2 separate regions of the Sus scrofa genome follow, and region 2 is linked to region 1. A link is a contact called in public Hi-C data. All regions are on one chromosome and are shown on one strand. The core of a region is the stretch at or near the end of the contact, and the rest is flanking DNA. Distances in the headings are between cores, read along the strand shown.

Evidence for each region. Hi-C and Micro-C count contacts between places; a contact is called where the count stands out from the background.
Region 2: a Hi-C map of embryonic fibroblasts shows a contact between it and region 1, with 2.3 times the contacts expected there. The contact joins two enhancer-like sites. A contact is called at or near these places in 13 of 47 Hi-C or Micro-C datasets (alveolar macrophages, embryonic fibroblasts, fetal liver and 7 more) and 2 of 2 datasets of contacts at active chromatin or transcription factors (alveolar macrophages and skeletal muscle).

What each region holds. Positions count from the first base shown.
Region 1 is chr6:82,358,919-82,365,155 of Sscrofa11.1, reverse strand. No RefSeq gene overlaps it. Among named protein-coding and RNA genes, the nearest start is that of CLIC4, 39 kb to the left of the region's middle. Within about 2 kb of position 2,920, at least 14 of the 83 cell types and tissues checked have an H3K27ac peak or open chromatin away from gene starts, as enhancers often do. A contact at or near this core is called in embryonic fibroblasts, where this site is marked.
Region 2 is chr6:82,528,889-82,535,125 of Sscrofa11.1, reverse strand. RUNX3 (runt-related transcription factor 3) reads left to right here. Exons shown (of 6, transcript XM_021095592.1): 6 at 854-3,923. The coding sequence ends at 1,404. Among named protein-coding and RNA genes, the nearest start is that of RUNX3, 63 kb to the left of the region's middle. Within about 2 kb of position 3,100, at least 21 of the 83 cell types and tissues checked have an H3K27ac peak or open chromatin away from gene starts, as enhancers often do. A contact at or near this core is called in embryonic fibroblasts, where this site is marked.

The sequences.
Region 1 (6,237 bases), core at 1,671-4,170:
CTTGGAGCTCCAGCTGCTTTTCCTACCCTTTGCCCTCACACAAGCATCCTGCCAGGAACCTCCCCACCTCCTGCCTCCCATTTATGCTTAAGGAGACTGAGGCGGTTCTGTCTTTGTAACTAAAGTGATGCTTGGTGTGTGTGTGTGTGTGTGTGTGTGTGTGTGTGTGTGTTGGGGAAAACATATTGAATATTGTGTCTGTGAGAGCCTGTCCGCCTTCTGAGGTTATATTTTGACAAGCTACTTTTTTTTTTTTTTTCTCTTTTGCTCCCGAGGCATATGGAGGTTCCCAGGCTAGGGGTCCAACCGGAGCTGTAGCCGCCAGCCTACACCACAGCCACAGCAACTCAGGATCTGAGCCTCGTCTGCGACCTGCACCACAGCTCACAGCAACGCCGGATCCTTAACCCACTGAACGAGGCCAGGGATCGAACCCACAACCCCACGGTCCCTAGTGGGATTTGCTAACCACTGAGCCACGACGACGGGAACTCTGACCCATGTGGTCCTCCCACATGTTATGTCAGGAGCTGGAGAAGACACCCTCTTCTGACAGCCAGCTTTCTTACTGGTTTTCTGTTTGTTTCTTTTTAGGGCCGCACCTGAGGCATAAGGAAGTTCCCAGGCTAAGGTCCGACTCAGAGCTGCAGCTGCCAGCCTATACCAAACTCACAGCAACACCAGATCCAAGACACATCTTCAACCTACACCACAGCTTGCAGCAAAGCCAGATCCTTAACCCACTGAGCGAGGCCAGGAATCGAACCTGCATCCTCATGAATACTAGTCAGGCTCTTAACTCGCTGAGCCTCAACAGAAACTCCTGACAGCAGCTTGCTGCTGCAATGCTAAGTACCACATTTATTCAAAGAATCAGTCGTTCATTCTACAAATGTTTATTGAATGCCTACTATGTGACACACATTATTCTAGGTGACAGGGATGAGGAAGTGAATAAAACAGATAAAAAAATTAACCAACCAACCAAGCTTTTACGCAAGATTGGCCTCAGTTTTCCCATCTGTAAAATGGAGCATCAGACCCAAATTCCTTGAAGTTCCTCTGGACTGCAAGCATCTGTGGTTTGCTGAGCTGTCCTATGAGCACTTGTTACCGATAAAACCTAAATCTATACTTTGGGCTCCTGCAGGGGCCCAGGCAGAGACCTGGAACCGGAGAAGCAGGCGAGGTGGGTGGACAGTGACAGCTCCTGGGCTCATGTTGCAGATTGGGCTTGGCCTGCCAGCTGGCCTGGCCCCAGCTGGGTTCCGGCCACTGGGCTTTCCAAGCAGCCAGCATTCGCCTGTGACTGCTCAGCTCTCCCTGGAGGCCATCCCACCTGCCCTCTGACTTGCCTACCTGACCCTTCCCCCTGCCCCACCTTTGACCTTTGTGTGTGGCGGGCTTCTGGAATACCAGGCAGGGTTCAAATACCAGGATCACCACTTTCTGGCGGTGTGACCTTAGGCAAGCATCTTATTCTCTGTGCCTCTGTGTCTCCCTCTGTAAAATGGGTGTAAGGATAGCATCTTACCTCGTAGGTGGTGGGATAATACACCACTGGCATGGACTGTGCTAATGGAGCAGCGGGGCTGGGAAGTGCCTGGTTTCTACAACAGGAGCCTCTATTTCCTCTCCTGTGGAAGGAGGATAATAAAATCTTGGAAGGTTAACAGGCAGGGTGGAGCACCTCTGGGTTTTAGGGCTCGGCTCCGCCTCCAACCACCTGCATCCTTGAGCAAGTCCCTTCTCTGAGGCAGACCCTTACTTCCTCAGGACCAGACCCTCCGGTCAGCACCCACCTCCGGGACCCCACCCAAAAGGTGGCTCCTGATTGGAGGATTAGCTTAGGCAATTCTGGCCCTTGAGAAGTGAGGGGGAGTCTGCTGAGAGCTGCCAGGTGGGACTCTTCCCTCTTAAAAGGGGTGACAGAAAAAATAAAAAGGGTGTTCTCTCCCGGCCGCAGTGGGTTAAGGACCGACCTTGTCACTGCTGTGGCACGGGTTCCATCCCCAGCTGGGGAACTTCTACATGCCTTGGGCTCAGCTGAAAAAAAAAAAAAAAAAAAGGTGGGGGGGGTGACTGGGGAGAGAGTTCTCTGGGTGGCTGCAGATGCCATTGTTGGCTTGTGACCCCTGAAACTGTTGCCACCGTTCTGGGGGCTGCGAGGGAGGGATGAGCCCAGCACAGAGGATGAAGCCTACAGTGAGGGAAGGAGCCTGGGTTCTGGGGACCCCAGATAACATCTGGCACTTTGGGGGTTTTGTCAGGTGAATGTATTTATGGCTTAAGCCACTTTCAGTTGGCTTTTCTATTACTTGACGCCGACAGAAGCCTGACTGACAGATTCTCCTGACCCTCAGTTTTCTCATCTATAAAATGGAGGAGTTCCCACTGTGGCACAGTGGGTTAAGAACCCAACCGCAGTGGCTTGAGTGGCTTCAGAGGCTTGGGTTTGATCCCCAGCGCAGTGGCTTAAGGATCCGGTGTAGGTGCAGCTTTGGTGTAGGTTGAAGCTGCAACTTGGATTCAGTCCCTAGAACTTCTGTTTGCTGTGGGTGTGGCCATAAAATAATAAAAATAAAAAAATAAAATAAAATGGAGATAATCTTCCATGTCACAGGATTACTGTGAACGTTACAGGAGAGAACACACGTGGAGGGTCCAGCCGCCTCTGCACAACAAGGGGCTCCTGCCTGCCTGCCTCTGCCCGGCCCGGTGCCCCTCAGGACCATGGCGAACTCACTTCCTGCTGCTGCTCTGCACCCCTCCCCACTGTGCCTTCCAGGCTCGACTGGGTGTCCCCAGTGAGCCCAGCATGAGGATACAACGCAAATATCCATCCCAACCACTCAGTGAGTCAAAGTAAGCAAAAGAACCAGTGCTGGTTCTCTTCCCAGAGGCCATCAGACCCTGGGGCTGAGTCACGGCTCTGCCATAGGCTCGATGTGTGTCATCAGACACCTCTATGGCTCAGCTGTTTTGTCTGTAAACTGGGAGAAACAATGGCACCTGCGTCCCAGACATGCTGGGCTGGAATGAGTCCATGCGGTCAGCTGCTTGGCACCCACAGGATCTCGAAAATGGCACTTCCCTTAGAACATGACTCCCCACGACAGCTTTCCTGTCCTTAAAAGCCCGTGACTTTGGAGATCATGTTATGCGGCTTCTTTTTCTCCTCCTCCTCCCCCTCCCCCTTCTTCTTCTTTTCCATGCTCACAGCATACAGAAGTTCCCGGGCCAGGGATTGAACCTGCGCCACAGCGGCAACCCAAGCCACTGCCGTGACACTGCTGGATCTTAAACCCACTGAGCCACCAGGGAACTCTCGCTTTTTTTTTTTTTTTTTAACCGTGCAACTTTTTCAGATAAAATCTTGTGAGAAGGAGTGTTCACAGCAGGAACATTCATTTGTAATAGCTGCAAGTGGGAAACTACCCAAGTGCCCACCAACAAGTCAGTGGGTAAACGAAATATGGTGCATCCGTATAGCACGACACAGGCAGCATTAGAAAGGAATGGGCTATTCATACACGTGCCAACACAGGTGAATCTCAAAACAATTGTGCTGAATGAAAGAAGCCAACACAAATCAGTACATACTGTATGGGTTTGTTTACATAAAAAAAAAAATCTAGAAAACTGCAACTGGGTACATATATATACACAATGGAATATTACTCAGCCATTAAAAGGAACGAAACAACGGCATTTTTAACAACATGGATGGACCTAGAAATTATCATGCTAAGTGAAGTCAGACAATGAGACACCAACATCAAACGTTATCACTTACATGGGGAATCTGAAAAAAGGACACAATGAACTTCTTTGTGGAACAGATACTGACTCACAGACTTCGAAAAAATTATGGTTTCCAAAGGAGAGAGGTTGGGAAGTGGGGGGATGCACTGGGGGTACGGGGTGGAAATACCGTAAAACTGGATTGTGGTGATCATTGTACAACTATAAATGTAATAAATTCATTGAGTAATTAAAAAAAAGAGAAAAAAAAAAACACGCCAGCTAGTGTGTGGCTCCTAGGCAATGGGGGAATTAGAAAGGGGCAGGAGAGGTTTCTTTTAAAAAATTTTTTAGGGCTGTACCCTCGGCATATGGAGGTTCCCAGGCTAGGGGTCAAATCAGAGCTACAGCTGCCGGCCTACACCACAGCCACAGCAACGCCAGATCCCAGCTGCATCTGCGATTTACATGCCAGATCCTTAACCCACTGAGTGAGGCCAGGGCTCGAACCTGTGTCCTCATGGATGCTAGTCAGATTCATTTCTGCTGAGTCATGAAGGGAACTCCAAGGAGTTCTTGAGGGTAATGGATATGTTCCCTCTCTTGATTGTAGCTGGTTTCCCAAGTGTGTGTGCGCATGTGTGTGTGTGTATGTGTCAAAACGTATCAAATCATACACTTTAAATACACCAGTTTAGTGTGTATCACTTTTGCCTCAGGAAAGCCTTAAAAACAAAAGAGAAACCTCGCATGGAAGCCCAATGTGTAAAAGTTAAAAATGAAGGACGAGAGTTCCCTGGTGTTGCCGTGGGTTATGGATTTGGCATTGTCACTGCAGGGGCTCTGGTCACTGCTGTGGCATGGTTTCCATCCCTGGCCTAGGAACTTCCACATGCTGTGGGTGCAGGGGGAAAAAAAAAAAGGACAGAGCGGCTCCGGGGGTGGGGCGAAGGCTGGAGTACCAGCTCATGCCCTTGGCCGAGCCCCACCAGCCAGGAATCTCCACTGCTCCCTTCACTTGGCGCTTTGGTGCCCACCTGGGAGAGAGGAAGGGCCCTGTGTTAAGTCACACCGTCTGAGCGGGGTGGAGCCGTGGGCAGAAGGTAAGATTCCCCCTGTGTGGCCAGAACACTTTCCAACTGGCACTGGGAGTGGAGTGACAGCTCATCAAAGGACTCAAGGATGGCCCAGCAGTGCAGTCAGTAAACAGGTCTGCAGTTCAGTCTGCTGGATCCTATATTAGGCTCAGAAGGGAACACAGAAGTAAACAGGCCCCAGACTCCTGGTTTCTCGATCTTTTTTTAATTTTTCTCTTTCTTGGGGAGCTCCCGTCGTGGCACATCGGAAATGAATCCGACTAGGAACTATGAGGTTGCGGGTTTGATCTCTGGCCTCGCTCAGTGGGTTAAGGATCCAGCCCTAAAAAGACAAAAGACCGAAAACATTAAAAAAAAATTTTTTTTTTTTTCTTTTTAGGGCCACACCAGCAGCATATGGAAATTCCCAGGCTAGGGGTCAAATCAGAGCTGTAGCTTCCAGCCTGCACCACAGCCACAGCAACGAGGGATCTAGGGCATGTCTGTGACCTACACCACAGTTCACAGCAGTGACAGATCCTTAATCCACTGAGTGAGGCGAGGGATCAAATCTGCATCCTTGTGGATAGTAGTTGGGTGTTTTGGGGTTTTTTGGGGTTTTTTTTGTTTGTTTGTTTTTGGTCTTTTTAGGGCTGCACCCGAGGCATATGGAGGTTCCCAGGCTAGGGGTCTAATTGGAGCTACAGCTGCTGGCCTATGCCACAGCTATAGCAACACAGGATCCGAGCCACCTCTGGGACCTACACCACAGCTCACAGCAATGCCAGATCCTTAACCCATTGAGCGAGGTCAGGGATTGAACCCGCAACCTCATGGTTCCTAGTTGGATTGTTTCTGCTGCACCAAGACGGGAACTGCCTAGTTGGGTTTTTAATTCCCTGAGCCACAATGGGAACTCCCTCTCATCCTTCTTTGTCCTCGGTATATGGAAGTTTCTGGGCCAGGGATTAAACCCGAGCCACAGCAGTGACCTGAGCTGCTGCAGTGACAACACCAGATCCTTAACTCCCTTTGGCACACAGAAACACCCAGTCTCTCATCCTTGAGGACCTTGCAGCCCAACTGGGAGCAAGAATTCAAGAAGAATCAGACACAAAATTACAAAGATGGCTTGAACCTGGACTTCCTGGGCCAGAGTGCTGTTGACCGCCAACCAAGAGGGCAGCATGTGTGTGTGTTTCTCCGGCAGCCCAGGAAGCAGAAGCAGGGAGCACTCCGTGACGTGTGCAGCAGGTGGCTCTTGCTTGACCCCAGGACAGGCACATCTGTCCCATCCCAGAACTGCCGTTTACTGGCGACCTTCACTGATGTCCCTGTTTCACAGAGGAGACCCTGAGGTCCAGAGAGGAAACCAGAACCAGAGCCTGGGAGCCCCGATTCCAAGTCCCAGTCACTC
Region 2 (6,237 bases), core at 1,851-4,350, 170 kb before region 1:
GTCTCTCTGTGTTGAGAGCAGGGTCCAGGCCACCAAGCCCCTCTGGCTGCATCTCAGTATGCTGCAGAGGCGGGTGAGGGTACAGCTGATCCTCATCTGGCCACCAGTCAGCTCCAGTCTGCAAGCCGCCCTGGAACCCAGGCCCAGGGTGAGGCAGGAGTGGGGGCGGGCAGAGCTGCTGAGGACCCAGCCCCCACAACACAGGCAGAAGCTCCCGGAACCTAAGCGAGCCCCACCCAGGCCAGAGAGGTGCCAGGCGCACACACGTGCACACCTGAGCAGACCAGGAAGCAGAAGCCTCATGACACATTCTCGTCCTTTCTGCAACATCAAGAGAATTGATCGTTCTCTCTCTTCCTCTGTTTCCTTCTCTGCAAAAGCAGGGCCTAACTCCCAATCTCACAGGACCATTGGAGGCCCTCTCAGCATCCACGGTCTTGCCAGCTCTTAACTGGGAGGGAAGCTGCCGGGCCAGGCTGCAGGGTGGCCTGTGTGGGCCCTGTCCTCAACGCCCCACACACCAACAGCCCAGCTAGGGGACCCCCTCCACCCCCTCGACGGGCCTAGGCTGTGAAGGGGATTCTAGGAGGAGAAAGAAAAGCCGTCCCCCTCCTCTACCTGCCCCGGCCACCCCCATGGCCACCTGCGGCCCAGACCCCAACTCTCACCTGCTTCCCATGCGGAGCCAGCAGACTCCAGCCCCCGAGCAGCCCACGGCACCTGGAGCAGAGCCAGGTCCAGAGCCGGGGCTCCCCCCCGCCCCGCCCCAAAATGGGCCTGTGCACGCGAGTCTGAGGTCATCTTAAAGAAGGGTCCGCGGCTGCCACTGACCATCCCCCTTGCTGTCCTCCAGGCACCTCGGACCTGAACCCTTTCTCCGATCCCCGCCAGTTCGACCGCTCCTTCCCAGCGCTGCCGCCCCTCACGGAGAGCCGCTTCCCGGACCCCAGGATGCATTACCCCGGGGCCATGTCGGCCGCCTTCCCCTACAGCGCCACGCCCTCGGGCACAAGCATCAGCAGCCTCAGCGTGGCCAGCATGCCGGCCACCAGCCGCTTCCACCACACCTACCTCCCGCCGCCCTACCCGGGGGCCCCGCAGAACCAGAGCGGGCCCTTCCAGGCCAACCCGTCCCCCTACCACCTGTACTACGGCACGTCCTCCAGCTCCTACCAGTTCTCCATGGTGGCCGGCAGCAGCAGCAGCAGCGGGGGCGACCGCTCCCCCACCCGCATGCTGGCCTCCTGCACCAGCAGCGCCGCCTCTGTCGCCGCTGGCAACCTCATGAACCCCAGCCTGGGTGGCCAGAGTGATGGTGTGGAGGCCGACGGCAGCCACAGCAACTCGCCCACTGCCCTGAGCACACCCGGCCGCATGGACGAGGCCGTGTGGCGGCCCTACTGACCACCCGGGCCAAAGTGGACTGCTCCCGCGGGTGGCAGGGACCCCCAAGAACCTTCTGGACACGCAGCAGGCCCAGCTCCGGGGCTCAGGGCAGGAGTGGGACTTATGCTCCAGAGCAGTCCTGGGCCCAGGGTTCATGGTCCTGGGACCCAGGGCGTGTGGCTAACTCTGGGAGCGTCTGGTCCAGCCGTGTCTTTGTACAGAGGGGTAGGGGCCTCCCCCAGGACCCTGCCCCCAGCCCAGACCCTACTCATCTCATCTCACATCCCTGGGGGAGAAGTAGCCTCCTCCTGCCAGCACCCCTGGAATGACCTGGCTGTCCCCAGCTATGTCACTGCTGTCACAGGGCCCAGGCCTCCTGGAACAGAGAGCATCTCTGTTCCAGAGAGAAGTGGCCTTTGCCCACATAAGAGGTTTGGCCTCTTACCTATGGGCCCCTAGAAAGACCTCCCACCCCCCACCTTCCTCAGAGACCCCGAACCCCTGGGCCCAGCCCTCCCTCCGCATTTACACAAATTGAGTCACAACTGGCAGGTCCCCCAGCCCTGAGAGGGGCTGCCTCGCGGTATGGATGGGGAAGGGACCCATCCAGAGGCCCCAGGGAATTGCCAGCAGAGGTGGGACAAGAACACCCCCAAGTCCACATCCCCCTGCCCCCAGCTCTGCTTCCCCACAACTCCTAGCAGCTAGGAGGCCCCAACCCCATCCCAGCTGTCCGTGGGTCCCAGGCCCCAGAGCAGACTATCCTGTGGCAGCAGGTCCCTAAAACCAGGGCAGGTACCTGCAGACGGGTCCTCCATGCACTTTACCAGCCTGAGGCTTTCACCCTCTGTTCTCTCGGGGGAGCCAGGAAGGGTCCCTTTCCCCCTAGATTGGTCCCAAAATTGTCCCTTTGGGGGAGAGAGCACAGGGACCAGACAGGTCCTAGCAGAAAGCCTTGGGGTGAGGGGTCATGAGGTCAGCTGTCAGCTTCCCTGTCCCTCTTAAGTCCCAGCCAAGCTGTGCACCCCCTCTATCCCCCCAGCCTCGTGAGAAGGCCCAGACACACCTCCCAGCCTCAGACACACAGCTCTCCAACTTTAACCGGTCTACTCCCAAAGCAGCCTCAAACAAGAACCAGTTTTTAAAGCTGATTTTAGAAAAAGAATCTGGTCACACATTTTCAGACACACAGTCTCTTACGGGGAAAGGCCCCACCAGCCTCTCCTCCTCCCCGAGAGTGTGGAATTGTCAGGATCCCAGTGTCTCGTCCAGAGGTCCCATTCATTCAGCAGCAGCCCACCAGCTTCCACCGAAGGCCGGCCCTGGTCCCGAACAGGGGCAACACCGGAGAGAGACGCTGCGGTCTCACGCCTAAGGCCCTCGGACATTGGTCCGAGACAAGGTGAACCCCCGCATCCCGTGGAGGTGGGAGGGCTGAGAGCTGGAGCGCGGCGGCTGCGTGATGGAGCACGAGAGCTGTGAAGGCCTTGCCAGCCTCGGCCCAGCCCCCGCTGAGCTCAGAGGTCACGTATTGTCCCTTCAGTTCCCAGGTAGGCACACAGGCCCTGCCCAAGGGCTCAGGCTGCGTAGATTCCCGTTTCTGAGTGTCTCAGTTCTAGAAAGGCGTACACGGAAAAGGATAAGAAGGCTCTCCTGAGCACTGGACAGCCCATGTGGTTTTGAGTCATTGCTTCAGCCACATCCCCAGAGGATGTGGAAATTTCCCCACAGAAGGCTAGTGGTTGTCCCTGTAAGAGCCCTTGGCTGGCCGCGCCCTCCCAGCCAGATAAGCACCCTTTGTACACACTGAGACACGTTGGAAGTCCTTCTGGTGATCTTACTCAAACCCTTCCTGCTGCCGTGGCTCTTAGCCCGCCCTCCCTGGACCAAGAAGTTTCCATCTCTTCCAAACGGCTGCCGCGGGTGCCCTGCAGACTCCTTTCAGCCAGCAGGGCTCTCCACCCTTTCTCAGGAAGCAGCTACGCATCCCTTGCCGCCTGTGACTTCTCCCCTGTTCTCTGTGGTTCTAGACGGGCCCCAGGCCCGTGGGGGAGGCACCCTGGGGTTCCCAGTGCCCAGCACTTTGTCGCCCCTCCCCAGATGACTACCCCTTCCTGCTGGGGGCAGGGACACCCCCCCCACCACCACACACACACTCCATGACTAAAAGTGATGGCAGCCTTGCTGAGTCTGTTTTTTTAAGTCGTACGAGGCGAGCACACTGATGTAGAAGCACAAGGAAACGGGGTTTTGAGACCACATTACCGTAAGCCTTTGGTGTGGGTATAGGTCCTTTGTGACATATTGTCATACTGCATTGTCCATACCTGCTACACTCGGAACTTCTGTAAAACCGCCAAAGAGCTGAGAAGAGGGTGGAAGGGGTAGAAACTGCTTTGCACTATAATTTGCTTGGTGTGTTTGTTTTTAATGCACAACTCGCTTGTACAGTAAACTGTCTGTCTTCCGTACTATTTAACTGTAAAATGGAATTTTGACTGATTTATTACAATAATATAACGCTGAGATGTGTTGAAGGATCCCCATGCCAGACTTCTGGGGCTGTGTGCGTGGGGGGTGGGAGAGGATGGGGCCCTCCCGTGGTGGCCAGGGAAGGATGGGGCGGGGCCTGGGGGCAGGGACAGGACTGGCCCCCCGGCTTTGGAGGACCCCCAGTGCCTTGGCTTCCCTGCCCCCAGCTCCAGCAGGAATGGCCACAGAGACCACGCCCCCCGGGCAAGTGCAGCCAGTGAGGCCTCCTCCTGGCGTGGCCGGAACCCCAGAGAAGCATCAGACGGGCCTTCAAGGTGCCCCCCTCCCTCGTCCCCTCACAAGTGGCCTGTGACTTTTCACAAGGAAGTGGAACAGGCAGAGCACGTCTCCCTGCTCATCCCCAGGCTCTGAGCTGGGGAGGGGGCAGGCCGGTGGAACATAATGCAGCCTTGATAAGAGCCCCTTTCTGGGACCTGTTTGCTGGAATAAACAATCAGCAATCAGAACTGCAAAGCAAGCAGCTGCGACAGCACCCTGCCACCTCAGTCTTGCAGATGAGGTGACTAAGGTGCAAAGAGGGGGTGTCTTCTGGCTCCCCATCTCCCCAGAATTGTTTGCGGCTGGTGATGGGGGCGGGGGGTGTGATGGTGGGGGCCCTGGCTTGGCAGCTCTACTCCCCACCCTGCCAGCGACGAGGTCTGGCCCAGCATGCCTGTCCATTGGCGAGTTGTGGAGAGAAATTTTCATAAAACACCTTATTTTTGAGTGAAAAATACTTCAAAAGCTAATCCCAAGACTTTGCCCTATTCAGTTAGGTTGGTCTGCCCGAAACCCAACACCCAACAGGAAGTTCCCCTTTTCCCCCGCTTAAACCCCAATCAGCCCCCCTCTGCCCCGCAGCACCCCGTCTGCCCCAGGGCTGACAGCGTCTTATCCCAGCCAGAGCCGCAGAATTTCACTCTGGGTCTTGTGCTCTTGAGAGGCGTCTGCCTGGGACGAGGCAGGCACTCTTGCTTCTGTACATGTGTTTATTTGGGGGCATTTTGTAGGGGACGATGGAGGTGATGAAAGAGCCACAGCTCCTCCCCACCAGCCACACTTGGGTGCCACAGCTGATAGAAGAGCTGTGGCCTCCAGAGCCCCTGAGTCAAAGCTCCATCACCTTCACCCCAGCGGGCACAGACCAGCACACCCGGCTTCCCAAAGGAAAACCCGAGGCCAGCTAGGTCCAGGTCTTGCCCGAGCTCCTGCAGATTTGGAGGGCTGGTGGGGGCAGTGCTGCAGTAACCACATCAGCCTGCAGGTGGCAGCAGGTGGGGAGAGAGGACCTTCTCAGCCAGAAAAGAGGGAGAAGGGGCTTGAGTCTACCGTGGCCAGAATTCAGGTTAGGTATTGGACAGAACCTCCGAACCTCAGGACGTTCATCTCGGAAGGGGCTGGAAAATATCTTAATGTGGAAGAAGGGTTTGCTTCCCTTCTTTAGCTGTGTGGCTGGGGGAGGTCCCTGTCCCTCTCTGAGCCTCCCTTTTCATCCAGCTATTATGTGAGCACCTACTGTGAGCCAGGTATGTAGCAGAACCGCAGGCCCCATGATCCCTAAAGGCCCTATTTGGGACAGGGGTTTCCTGGGCTTGAAGGAAAGGGTTGACACCCCTAGCCCAGCACCCCCAACCTGCTGCAGCCCCGGTCCAGGGTAAGGAGGCATTTTGTTCTAAAGTCTAGGATTTGGCTCTTAGACTCTGGAATTCCATTTTGAGGCTCCAGGAGCTGGTCCAATGTGGGCAGGGCCTTCAGTTTCACCAGCCCCGCTCCAGTCCCCATAGCCTGTGTCTGGCCAGGCCAGAGGGTGAAAGGGGTGGTCCAGGCCTTGAGACTCCCGGCCGTCAGACGGCGGGTGGGGGGTCTCCTGGGTGCTGGTTTGTGCTTGGTAGCCCCAGACAGACCTGTGACTGCTGGGCTTCTGGCGGTGGGGTTGGCTTTGGCTTTTATTCTGAGAGATGGACATCCTGGCAGGGTTTTACAGGCCCCAGATAATGACGTCTATCCAAGGGGACAAGTGTGAGGGGCTGAGGAGACTGCTGTGAGGGCCCGACCTGATGTAGTGTCAGCCGTGCTGTTATGGGGAAGGGCCCCAGACCTGCCTCACTCCTCCCCGCCCCAGACTGCACCCCATAAACACAGCCAGCCGGGCCCTCCAGCGTGGCCCAGGGCACAGCACTTAGCCACACCAGACACCCGGCTTGACCACGTGAGCAGGGAACATACTTCAGTGGGTCGGTTCATTTTGGGGTCGTAAATGAAATGAGCTGTCAAATAAACGGGGCGGGGGAGCCAGAGTGAAAGAATGAACTGTTCCTT